Regions from separate parts of the Mus musculus genome. Here all the other regions are linked to region 2. Evidence: chromatin contacts called from public HiChIP or PLAC-seq and promoter capture Hi-C data. All regions are on one chromosome and are shown on one strand. The core of a region is the stretch at or near the end of the contact, and the rest is flanking DNA. Distances in the headings are between cores, read along the strand shown. Region 1 overlaps Hadha (hydroxyacyl-CoA dehydrogenase trifunctional multienzyme complex subunit alpha). Region 2 holds the start of Drc1 (dynein regulatory complex subunit 1). Region 3 holds the start of Otof (otoferlin).

The links. HiChIP or PLAC-seq counts read pairs in DNA pulled down with a chosen protein or histone mark. Capture Hi-C pulls out chosen DNA fragments and counts their contacts.
Region 1: an HNF4G HiChIP or PLAC-seq map of pancreatic cancer cells shows a contact between it and region 2. The contact joins the enhancer-like site here to the promoter of Drc1 in region 2. A contact is called at or near these places in 5 of 39 promoter capture datasets (embryonic stem cells, liver, stem cell-derived epiblast-like cells and 1 more), 1 of 115 datasets of contacts at active chromatin or transcription factors (pancreatic cancer cells) and 2 of 9 other capture datasets (adipose tissue and pancreatic islet).
Region 3: a promoter capture Hi-C map of adipose tissue shows a contact between it and region 2. The contact joins the promoter of Otof here to the promoter of Drc1 in region 2. A contact is called at or near these places in 13 of 39 promoter capture datasets (the 3T3-L1 cell line, 3T3-L1-derived adipocytes, the C10 cell line and 7 more), 1 of 115 datasets of contacts at active chromatin or transcription factors (embryonic stem cells) and 4 of 9 other capture datasets (adipose tissue, liver, macrophages and 1 more).

The regions. Positions count from the first base shown.
Region 1 is chr5:30,125,241-30,128,965 of GRCm38.p6, forward strand. It overlaps Hadha (hydroxyacyl-CoA dehydrogenase trifunctional multienzyme complex subunit alpha), which reads right to left. Exons shown (of 20, transcript NM_178878.3): 12 at 3,560-3,694; 13 at 1,325-1,496. Among named protein-coding and RNA genes, the nearest start is that of 3110082J24Rik, 21 kb to the left of the region's middle. Within about 2 kb of position 1,726, at least 45 of the 459 cell types and tissues checked have an H3K27ac peak or open chromatin away from gene starts, as enhancers often do. A contact at or near this core is called in pancreatic cancer cells, where this site is marked.
Region 2 is chr5:30,279,660-30,282,968 of GRCm38.p6, forward strand. It overlaps Drc1 (dynein regulatory complex subunit 1), which reads left to right and starts at 1,734. Exons shown (of 17, transcript NM_001033460.4): 1 at 1,734-1,947. The coding sequence starts at 1,793.
Region 3 is chr5:30,459,596-30,463,301 of GRCm38.p6, forward strand. It overlaps Otof (otoferlin), which reads right to left and starts at 2,337. Exons shown (of 47, transcript NM_001286421.1): 1 at 2,125-2,337. The coding sequence starts at 2,203.

The DNA.
Region 1 (3,725 bases), core at 476-2,975, 150 kb before region 2:
GAGATGCTTCTCAGCAATGTGTACGCTGAGATGTGAGCTAATGACCGAGACAGAAAGACAGGGAAGCATCTACAAACTGTTCCACGGGCTGCAGAGATGGCTCAGTGGTTAAGAGCACTGACTGCTCTTCCAGAGGTCCTGAGTTCAGTTCCCAGCAACCACATGGTGTGGCTCACAACCATATGTAATGGGATCCAATGCTCTCTTCTAGTCTGTGTCTGAAGACAGCTGCAGTATACTCATATAAATAAAAAAATAAAATAAACAAATCTTTAGAGACTGTCCCGTGAAGAATGTCAGGAACAGTCTGTTTAGTTCCATAGGGGGTAAGAGACGACTGATTTAAACTGAACCATTCGTAGACTCAGCTTGGGAGTTTTCTTAAAAGCAGCAAAAGGTCAGGTCTCTCGAGAGGATGGGCAGGATGCTGTGCTGGAGGTCTTCCTCGTGCCTTGGATTTTCCCTCTCTTTATAAAGATGTCTTTATTTATGTATTAAGTGGCCAGGCTGCATGTACACCTGCTCACCAGAAGAGGGCATCAGATCCCATTATGGATGGCCGTGAGACACCACTTAGGTGGCCTTAGTAATCCTGCCTGCTTCACCACAGCTTGCAAAGACAGCCACCAGTGTTGCCAGCTCAGTATCATTTCCCTAGTCTAGTCTAGCTGTGCTCTTTCTCACTCTTGGACTACAGCCATTTCTCCTTTTCTAAACCTTTCTTTCTATCACCCACATGAGGTACGTATTTTGTTCACTGTCATCTCAAGAATGGGCTTTTAGAACACTTGAGCAGGTCCAAAGGAGCGCCACCACAGATAACCATCCAAAACAGCCTGGAGAAAGCTCCCTTGGTTCCCTTTGCTACCGAGATATGAAATCACCTGATTATGGCTCACAGCCAACAACAAGAAATCCCCAAGACACCTGTGTACCCATGAGGCTATTTAGATGGCTGGTAACCTCCCCATTTCCACTCCAATATGGCTAATGAGCCCTGGGCTTAGGAGCATAGGGTACTTAATTAATTTTCTTCCCACAGGATTCATACCTGAGCTTTCTGATATACACAGCATGTGTACACTCACATACAAACTTACATTTGAGGCCTCAAAATTGCTTAGTGGGTAAAGGTACTTACTTACTTGCTGTCAAGCCTGACAACCTGGATTTGATCCCTGGGACCCACATGGTGAGAGGAGAGAAATGAGTCCTGCAAGTTACCCTCTGACTGCCACACATGCTCTATGGCATGCGTCTCCCCTCCGACAAGACCCCTCTGCTTGGTGCCCTCCGGGATTCAAGTGCAACAGCCCTTACTTACGCTTTCCACTTCCTTTAACACTTTGTGCTTTACACCGAGGTCCTCAAACACAGCCTCAATCACCATGTCGGCCTTCTCAAAGCCTTTGTAATCCAGCTGCCCAATCAAGTTGCTGAAGATGGAATCCCTTTCAAATGATGTGAGAGCTTTCTTCTTCACTTTGTCGTTCAGCCTAGAAAGAACACACTCTTAGAACAGAACAGCAGAAGACAGCTGCTGTGTGGCTTTAGGCACCCTGCGACACCCTGTGTGTCATTACCCCCATTTTGAAGAGGTCGAGTTCAAAGGGACTTGGTGCTAAGCGGCTAATGAGGAAGGTGATAGCATCTGATGTCACCTTGGACCCCAGGCACACAGGCTTTCTACCACAAGATGACTGCACATGGCTGTATTACTCATAAGACAGTTGGGAGTGCCAGCAAGAGGTGAGTCATGACCCAAGGAGGAGACTGGCAAGCACAGAGCATGGCTCTTGCCACCGTGTCCCAGACCAGCGAGTGTTAACTGCACCCTTTACGCTGCTCTCTAACACTGTCCCCCTCTCCCCACTACCCAACAACCCCAGCTCGGGTCTCAAACCCAGGGCCTTAGTGAGCACTCTTACACTGAGCGACATCTCCAGACCAAGGTTGTTTTTCAGGCTGTCAATCTACTTTCACTCAGTACACAAGTCTCACACTGAACTTGTCTTTTTCCAGGGAGAACTACAAAGGAGTCTTGTTATAACTGGATCATTTCATCGCCAAGGAATACGAGATTTCTTTTAGGTTCATCTTAACCATACTTTTCAGAATAAATAAGAGAATTTTCCTCTGAATTGAAAACCCATTCACTAACTCCCTTAAGGAAAAGAAAAACTAAAGTCGCAGCTAAGTTCACAGAACTATCCAATAAGGGACTGGAGAAATGACTGAGCAATTCAGAGCACTGGTTGCTCTCCCAAAGGACCTGGGTTCAATTCCTAGCACACTCTTGGCAGTTCACAACTGTCTATAACTCTAGTTCCAGAGAATCCAACACTCTTACACAGACATACATGCAGGCAAAATACCAATGCATAAAAAAATATTTTTTTTCAATAAAGGCTTTAAAACCATGGGCTGCCTTCCTACAGCTAGCTACAACAGGCTGTCTAAGTGCCAACAGCAGTGACTGACTCAATGCCGAGTGACAGTTTCTGAGAAGGGAAAGAAAACATGTCCTAAGACAGCAGTATGGTGATTGGCATTCACCAGGCCTAAGATGAGAAAGGGAGTATCTAGAAGAAGTCAGGGATGAGGCTATCTATCCTATGGCAACAGCTCTTCGTGCTGGTGATTGCAGGAGATGCTGGAAGGGGAGGCCTAGGTGTTGGTGCTGGGACAGTGTTGCTGTATACGCTGCTGCCCCCTCCTTTTTATTTTCCATTATAATCTGGCAATATCACCAATCTGCCAGTCCTGGCCAGTAGTGTAGTGGTAGCGCACACACTCCTCCGTAGCTGAGGGAGGACAGTGAGCTCAAGCCACATAATCCACTTAGGACACACATGCCCTCACTCAGCACAAAGTCCCACGAAGGACAGTCTGATGCAGCCAGCTAATCCGTCATGTCTGTGCAGAACACTGGGCTAAAAACAGCCTCAGTGTGGCTGAGCTGACTCCATTTCCACTCAGCCTAACTGGCGGCCTCCGTGTGAGACGGGGCTGTGAGCCATCCTTGGTTTTCATTTTAAGACGTTTGTTTTACCTTTACTTTGCCATGTACTTTGCATGTGGGTGTTCTGCTGCAGATGTGGAGCTGGTCGGCAGGCCTCGGGCATCTGGCTCACTGGCAGGGGCTCTCCTCTGCCAGCACTGCCTCCACCTACTTGGTCGGCACATGTTCTCACACACCCTCCCTCAGCCCTGCCAAGAGCTGTGCAGGTTCCATAATCCATTCCACGGGGGCAACTCCATGCAAACCTTGCCAAACCTGACAGTTACTAGTATCATACCAAAGGATGGAATAAATGGTATTTAGAATATCTAGTAATAAGGAAACATTCAAAGGCCAATGTCCTATGACATAATCAAGAAAAAGAGTTGAAAGAATAATTAGTATTTCTCAAAAAAAAAAAATCAAAGGAAACTTTGGTAAAACTATAGAGTGTGGGGCTATGTTCAGGCAAAAGGACCCTGTGATGAAAAACAAGACAAAACCAAACCCACTCCCGGCCCCACACAGTCCACCTCCTGGCACCAACAGGCCACTTACCCTTTGAACACTTGCTGCTGTCCCCGGCCCAGCCCCGTCACTGTGGTGTCTTTAAGAAGAGTTTTCAGTCCCTTATCCACAGAGACCTGGGCAATGCCAGCCCCCATCAGCCCTGCGCCAAGGATGGCTAGCTGCCTGGAGGGACAGGATCGAACAGTTCTGGTGA
Region 2 (3,309 bases), core at 484-2,983:
AACATTGTTTTGTCTAGGCTGCCCATATAACTGCAGTCATCTTGCTTCTGGTGATTCAGTGCTGCCACTGGCCCCTGCTACCTCAGTGCCCAGTTAATCCCATTGCCTTTCATCCATTCAGTTGAGCAGCAGCATCTGCAACCCTAAGGTCTGGCATAAGCAGAGACCACAAAGCCCTTCAGATGTGCTGGTGGCCCTCTCACCAGTTTGCATCTTATAGGATTTATGAAGGGTGTGTCTTCTGGGCTTTCCTATTATAGAGGATTAGGTTTTACACAGCAAACTCATTCTTTTTTTTTTTTTTTTTTTTTCGAGACAGGGTTTCTCTGTAGCCTTGGCTGTCCTGGAACTCACTTTGTAGGCCAGGCTGGCCTCGAACTCAGAAATCCGCCTGCCTCTGCCTCCTGAGTGCTGGGATTAAAGGCGTGTGCCACCACCCCCAGCAGCAAACTCATTCTTGCATTGCAACTTCCCTAAGCCATAAAACCCCTTCATCATCAAGGAATGTCTAGCATGTCTGAGTCCCTAAGTTCAGTCTCCAATGCTACAAAAATAAAACTGTCGAGTGGTTTGCATTAGGGATAGTGTCTTGAAATGTAGCCCTGCTTGGCCTAGAACTTTACAGTCTTCCTATCTCAGCCTCCCAGAGGGCTGATTGTGAACCACTATGTCTGCATGTCTGTGTGTATTATTATTATAAGGGTGGGTATTATTATTATTATTATTTTGGTATAGGGCTTTACATTTCTTATTTTAATTTAGTTTAGAAATGGAGTCTCATTGTGTTCCAGGATGACCTGGAACACAATCCTGAGTTCTGGGATTACAGGAGTGGTGTTTTTGTTTTGTTTTGTGTGTCCTGTCCAAGGTGCTCCAACGAACCAACTGGTGTAGGTAAACCCTTTACCATTGAGCCGTACCACAAGCCCACAGGCATAGTTTTAATTCTTAAAGAGAACATTAAAAAACAACAACAAAAAAAAAACCACTTTTTACACCTATGATTTTGTGTGCCCATATGCCACTGTGGCATGTGAAGGTCAAAGGACAATTTATCAGTACTGGTACTTTTTCCATAGTGTGGGCCTAAAGGATTGAACTCAGTTGGTCACTCTCCTTGGCCATAAACATTGACTGCTGAGCCTTCTCTCTGGCCCCAGGACATTATTTTGTTGACAAGGGGACACACGGTGCCTAAGGCATGATGTCCCCCCCCCCGCCCCCGCAGACTGCTGCTTTGAGAGAGCGGTGGTGTCCTGGGTTCTTCCCCGCCCCCCCCCCCCCAACCATTCTCCTGAACCCACCTCTTTTTCGGTCATGGCTACAGATGATGAGTGTACTTGAGTTCACACTTCCAAAACTGCAATGGGCTGAGGTGGTCTCCCACTCAGCTTAAGGAAAGGACGCCACTGTCTCTAGCTATATAATACAATGCTTTTCATGTTGCAGGTACTCAGTTATTTTGGAGCAAAGTGCCTTTTAGGAATATTCATTTGGTAAGGTGGATGATGAATTGGGCTTTTGAGTCAGAAAGAGATGCGGTGCGGTTTGTTCCATCTGCCTTCGTGGGGTCAAGTCAGCCCCTCCAAACCAACTTCAGGCAAGGGGAATCAAGTCCACATTTGGGATACAAATATACAACTCGTAGTGCCTGACAGAGAAGCTGGGCTGGAGCGCCGCGCGACAGCTAGCCAGAGATGGGTCAGGTGACTGCTTTCCCTTGGCAACGGCTTGTTCCTAGCAACCCGGCTGCTGGTCCAGGCGGAGCTGCCAGTGGGTGGGAGACGCCGCCATGAATCCCTCAGGAACCATTGGGGTCCTAGAGCAGAATGGGGAAGAACACTTAGCCACCCCGATTCTCGGACCCTCGGTGCATTCGGATAACCCGCAGGAGCGGATCCAGGCCCGGCGCCTGCGCATCGCTGCTCGTCAGGAAGCCCGAAGGCGGTGAGCTGGGTGGCCGGGTGGTGCGATGGGGAGCCCAGAGTGCCCTGCAGGGAGCTGGGGCCGGGCTGGGTGGGAGCTCCATGGTAAGGTGTGTGTGTGTGTGTGTGTGTGTGTGTGTGTGTGTGTGTGCGCGCGCGCGCCCTGGGTGTAAACAGAAAAACTTTTCTTCTAGAACATTCAAGCAGTGAGTTTTGGGACAGCTAGGGCTACATAATGAGACCCTGTCCCAATATTTGAAAATAAAAATAAAAAAGTTCTAGGTCAGATTTATTCCAGAGGCTAGAGTTTGTTGACGAGATGTAATGGACCGCGATCTGTGAAAGAGTCGGTTATCCCCATTCTACTGAGAATACCTTATCACAGCCAGTGAGCATATGTGATTGTGTGTTCCACACAGATATGAGCATCTTGATCCATTTTAAAATTAAAAAATAAAATAAAATAAAGCCAGGTTAGTGGCTTATGCCTTTAATCTCAGTACTGGAGTGGCAGAGGCAGGCAAATCTCTTTGAGATCAAGGCTAGCCTAGTCTACGTAGGAAGGCCTTGACACCTCAAAATAAAAATAAAATAAGAGTAAAAGCTTTCATTTCACTTAGTGGCCACACTCCCTGGGCCCAAGGCCATGTCGACGGATCTACTGTAGCAAAGGCGGGGTGGCTGCTTGCTTGTGCTTGCGGACATTGATGATCATTGTCTAGAATCCATCCAGGTACTGCAAGTGCCAGACCTGTGAATTAAGAGGGGATGTGATAGGAGCCACCACACTTGCATTCCCACCATGTTCCCTAGGCTTTGGTGTCTTTATTAGCTTAGGTAAAGTTTAAGGGACATCCACTAGTCACCAGACTTCATGTGACAGTTGTTCAACTTCTAAGTCGTTCATTCCACTTTTACTTTTGGTGGTCTACAGACCCAGCAGAAGTACAAGATGGAGGTCTGTGTGCCTCCATCCTAGTTGGGCAAGGCTGTGATCATGGTTAGCATCTCTTGTTGTCATGGTAACTCAGATCTGTTTTTAATTGTCCTAACACTGTCTGGGTATCCCCTTCCCTGACAGTTCCCTGATGACCTTCAATCCCCTTGGGGAAAGGCTAGGAGCCTCACTACATTATGTATTTGCATTGTGTTCTCTGTTCTTCCTCCTGGGATCCCTGCCACCTCTTTGGTTAGGAGGTTCTGGGATGAGAACTGGGGTTGGTTCAGGAACTGGGCAAGGCAGAAGCATCCTTAGTAAGCTTGTCTGTTGCTGCTGTTTGGCTAACAGATGAACTGGACTCTTATCTGCTCTTCTACTTGTCTCCAAGTGATGCCACATTTATCCATCTCCAAAGCTGTCCGAGGATCATGGTCTTGGTTGTTG
Region 3 (3,706 bases), core at 1,087-3,586, 180 kb after region 2:
TGAAATGTCAATGTTAGCTGTTGTTTTGGGGGTGCCCATAGTTACCACCTGCTGGGAATGTCTGAGCATTCACTCTGGAGATCTGACTGCAGTTTTTCTTGTTGCTACTGCCCGCCCCTCACTTCTTGCCCCAAAAGCTCTACCTCTGACTATGAGGAGAGCATGGGTTACAAACAGCCTGATTCAAGGGTGTTTGCCCTGGCAGCTCAAAGGAAGAGGTAAAAGCTGGTCCTGGTGGGCAGGCCGTAGTCTCAGCTACCGTAGAGGCTGAGGCAAGAGGAGTGTGTGCTCCAGGCGTGCCTGGGCTATAGAGTGAACTGAAGACTGGAAAGGGGAGGTACACACATGGTTCAGCAGGGGAGAGCTTATGTAGCATGTGGGAGACCCTGGGTTCAACTTCCTAACACTGCCCTCTGCGAAGAGAAAAAAAAGTCTATGAGTCTCTTTTGTTCAGGATGCCCACTCCTTGTGGGCCCTGGAGGAGACAGAAGAGATTACAGGACTGGGTGGCCAGGATGAAGCCATGACAGTTGGGCCACTGTCCCTATCCCTCACTAACTCACTGGTCGGCTCTCTGGACCCTGGTTTCTCTTTTTGGGAAGGAGACAGGCCCTGCTTGGTCGGGTCTGTGGTGTTACAACTGTAGCCACCAAGTAACCTAGGGCTAAGAATCAGGCCCAGGGCTGTGTGTGGAACCCAGGGATGTACTTGTTCTAAAGCCAGCACAAGCCAGCACAAGCCAGCAGGTGGCACACAAAGAGCTAGGCTACTGCGGAAAAAGCAGCCACTGGGGTGGCCGGCAATGCAGTAGGTGGTCCAGCCCACTCTCTGGTCACTTCTGCCTGCCTTGCTCCTGCCAGAAGACATGGCTGGAACTTCCACCTGCTCTGTGAACAGCTGGTTGCAGGCAGAGAGCCCAGGGCCTGAGTGGGTGACACAGGGCACCTGGAGACTCCCACTGGGATGTCTACTGACTTGCCCTGTCTCGTAGCTCCCTCCTGGCAGACGTTCAGGGACAGTGTACATCCTGGGTTATATAGTTCCTTCCCTGTGACCCCTGGGGGTGGGAATGGCGCCACATGGGAGAATGGCACCTTGACCCTGGTCAAAGTGGCTAGGCAGGCTGAATTTTGCAGGGGTGGGTGGGCACAGAGATGAGCCCGACCTTGTGTTTCTCTACTTGATCCTTAGGGGCTGCCAGATACCCTGGCCGAAGTCCAGCTTCAGCTCCTTGGCTCTTTGGAGCCCAGCTTCTGTCTCCACTCTGAGCTCCAGCTCACGTAGCCTCTGTCTCTCCTTTCTCCAGCTCTGTTCCCAGCCTTGGGGATCACTGTTCCTAATTCCCCCACGCCATCCTTCCCTTTGCTTGCTCCCTCTGCTGATCTCTCAGCCAGCAGCTGAGCATTGCCTCCTCCTGGAAGCCTTCTCTGACTGCTTGCTCCCAGTCTTGGTTAGGATAATCAGGTCCCCTTCTGCTTGTCATCACATACTTGTGCCTGCCTGCTAACTGTTTCCCCTACCCCACCAGATGTGGCTCTTTAGGACAGGGCCTGCCTTACACTCATCCTCACATTTCTAGCCCTCCAGATTTGGTACACAATAGGTCATAATATACAAGCTGAAGAAAGCTAAGAGGAGTCCACAGAGGAAAGGTCAGAATAATGTTCCTGTCCAGAAACAGAAGGTCTAGAAAAGCCAACAGCATCCTCACCACGCTGGAGGGCAGAGTACCACTGGCTGCCATGGTTTCTACTAGCCACTCTGGTCTTTTCAGGCATAGACTCCTTTTCAGCAGACAGAAGCCAGTCTGGGAGTAGTGGTAGAAAAGGGGTCCCAGGAAGGTGCTAGCCTGGGGCCCTTAGTCCTGGGTCTGTGTGACCACAGGGATGGACCCCTCATTAAGCCAAGAATCTGTACTCTGCCAGGACCCTGGCGGGTTGGCCTAGCGGGGATCATATGAAACTTAAAGGCTAGTCAGGCCAGGGACAGGTGGGCACTCTTAAGAAGCCTTGTAGCTACAGTGCCATCCCTCCTCCTTGTCCTCTCCCGTCCCTATCAGCTCACAGAATATGGGCTGAGCCTGCTTGCAGAACTGGCACCCTCCTGAGACAGGGGCTACCTTACCTCGGAAAGTGACTTTGGCAATCCGGTCACCTTTGCCTCGGAGCTCTGAGACAGTCTTGAGGTGAACAATCAGGGCCATGCTGGTGGGGAGAGCCTGGGCAGTTCCAGAGCAGCGGGAAGAAGCTCGCTGGTGGAGTGTGGCTCACACGCCTCCCTCTTCTCTGGCTGCTGCCGCCTCCTCCTGCTGCTGCCCACAGAGACCAAGGCAACCAAAGCAAGCTGCTCCTTCAGCTCATCAGAGCTGTGCAGCCCCGGCAGCCCCGCCCCTCTGGGTTGTCAGCCCAGCATGTGTGTAGCGCGCGTGTGTGTGTGTGTGTGTGTGTGTGTGTGTGTGTGTGTGTGAGTGAGTGTGTGCAGGAGCCCAGGAACGCATGCTGAATCCATTATTCAGCAGCACCAGCTCCGAGATAAAGCCCTGTCCGGCTTCAGGTGTCTCCTGCCAGCTCCTGGAATGGAAGCTCCTGCCACTTGGCAGGGCAGAGCAAGCTGTGCCACTCAGAGCCAACAGATTGCAGAGGGCATGCAGATGGGCAGATGAGGGGTCAGGCCACTTCTCATGGGGATCTGGAACTTCACTGTCTGAGCTTGAATGGGGCACTGGTCTCTTGGGCAGTATCCACGATGTCTCTTGATGTGTCTAGCTAATCACCAGGGTTGTGGATGCTCAGAAGGCTTGGAGATCATGGACGGGACAGACCTGACTGCTCTGGATAAATCATGCTGTGCCTCAGCCGAGGGCAAAGGAGATGCCTCAGTAGGTAAAGTGTCTGCCACAGGAGCATGAAGATCTGAGTTTAGATTCCAGAGTCTATGGTAAAGACCGGTGCAGGGGCAAGGGCTTCTAACCCAGCTCTGCGGTGGCAGAAAGGTGGAGACAGGAGAACCCCTGGAGTTTAATGGCAGCGGAGCTATCTGAATGGAGAAGCTCCAGGTTTGCTAAAGAGACCCGTCTTTAAATAAACAAGTCAGATAAATAAATAAGGAAGACAACTGAAGTTGACCCTAGGCTTCCACACATAAACATAAACACATCTGTATATCTACACACTACACACACACACACATACACACACACACACACACACACACACACACACACACACACACACACACACACAGTCTGGAGAGCAGCAGCTTCTATAAGGCAGTTTGAAGGAGGTCCCCAAGGACTGGCCCCTATTATATAGGAGCATCAGAAGTGACAATGCATTGATGCCTGGTCCTGCACTGTTTGTGCCCTTGGGATGCTAGGCTCTAATGCTCTGTTCTTGGGTCATAGTTTTGAATTTCAGGCAGCTGGTCCTGAAATGAGAGACTGTGACTAGGGAAGCCCTAATGAGAGGTCACAGGGGCTACTGTGCTAGGTAGGAAACTTGTAAGAGTCAGGGCACCAACCTACCCATCCCAGGCTGGAGACAAAGAACTGGAGGAGGCGACACTATTGATGAGTAGTTTTCAGTGAGAGGACAACCATCTTGCTCCCTGCTCTAGTCAGTGGCTAGAGGTAGCAGAGGGATATCTGTAGAGGGATATCCAAGGAACAGCAGAAGTCTGCTCTTTCGGGAAGGGCTTGTAGGGAAAG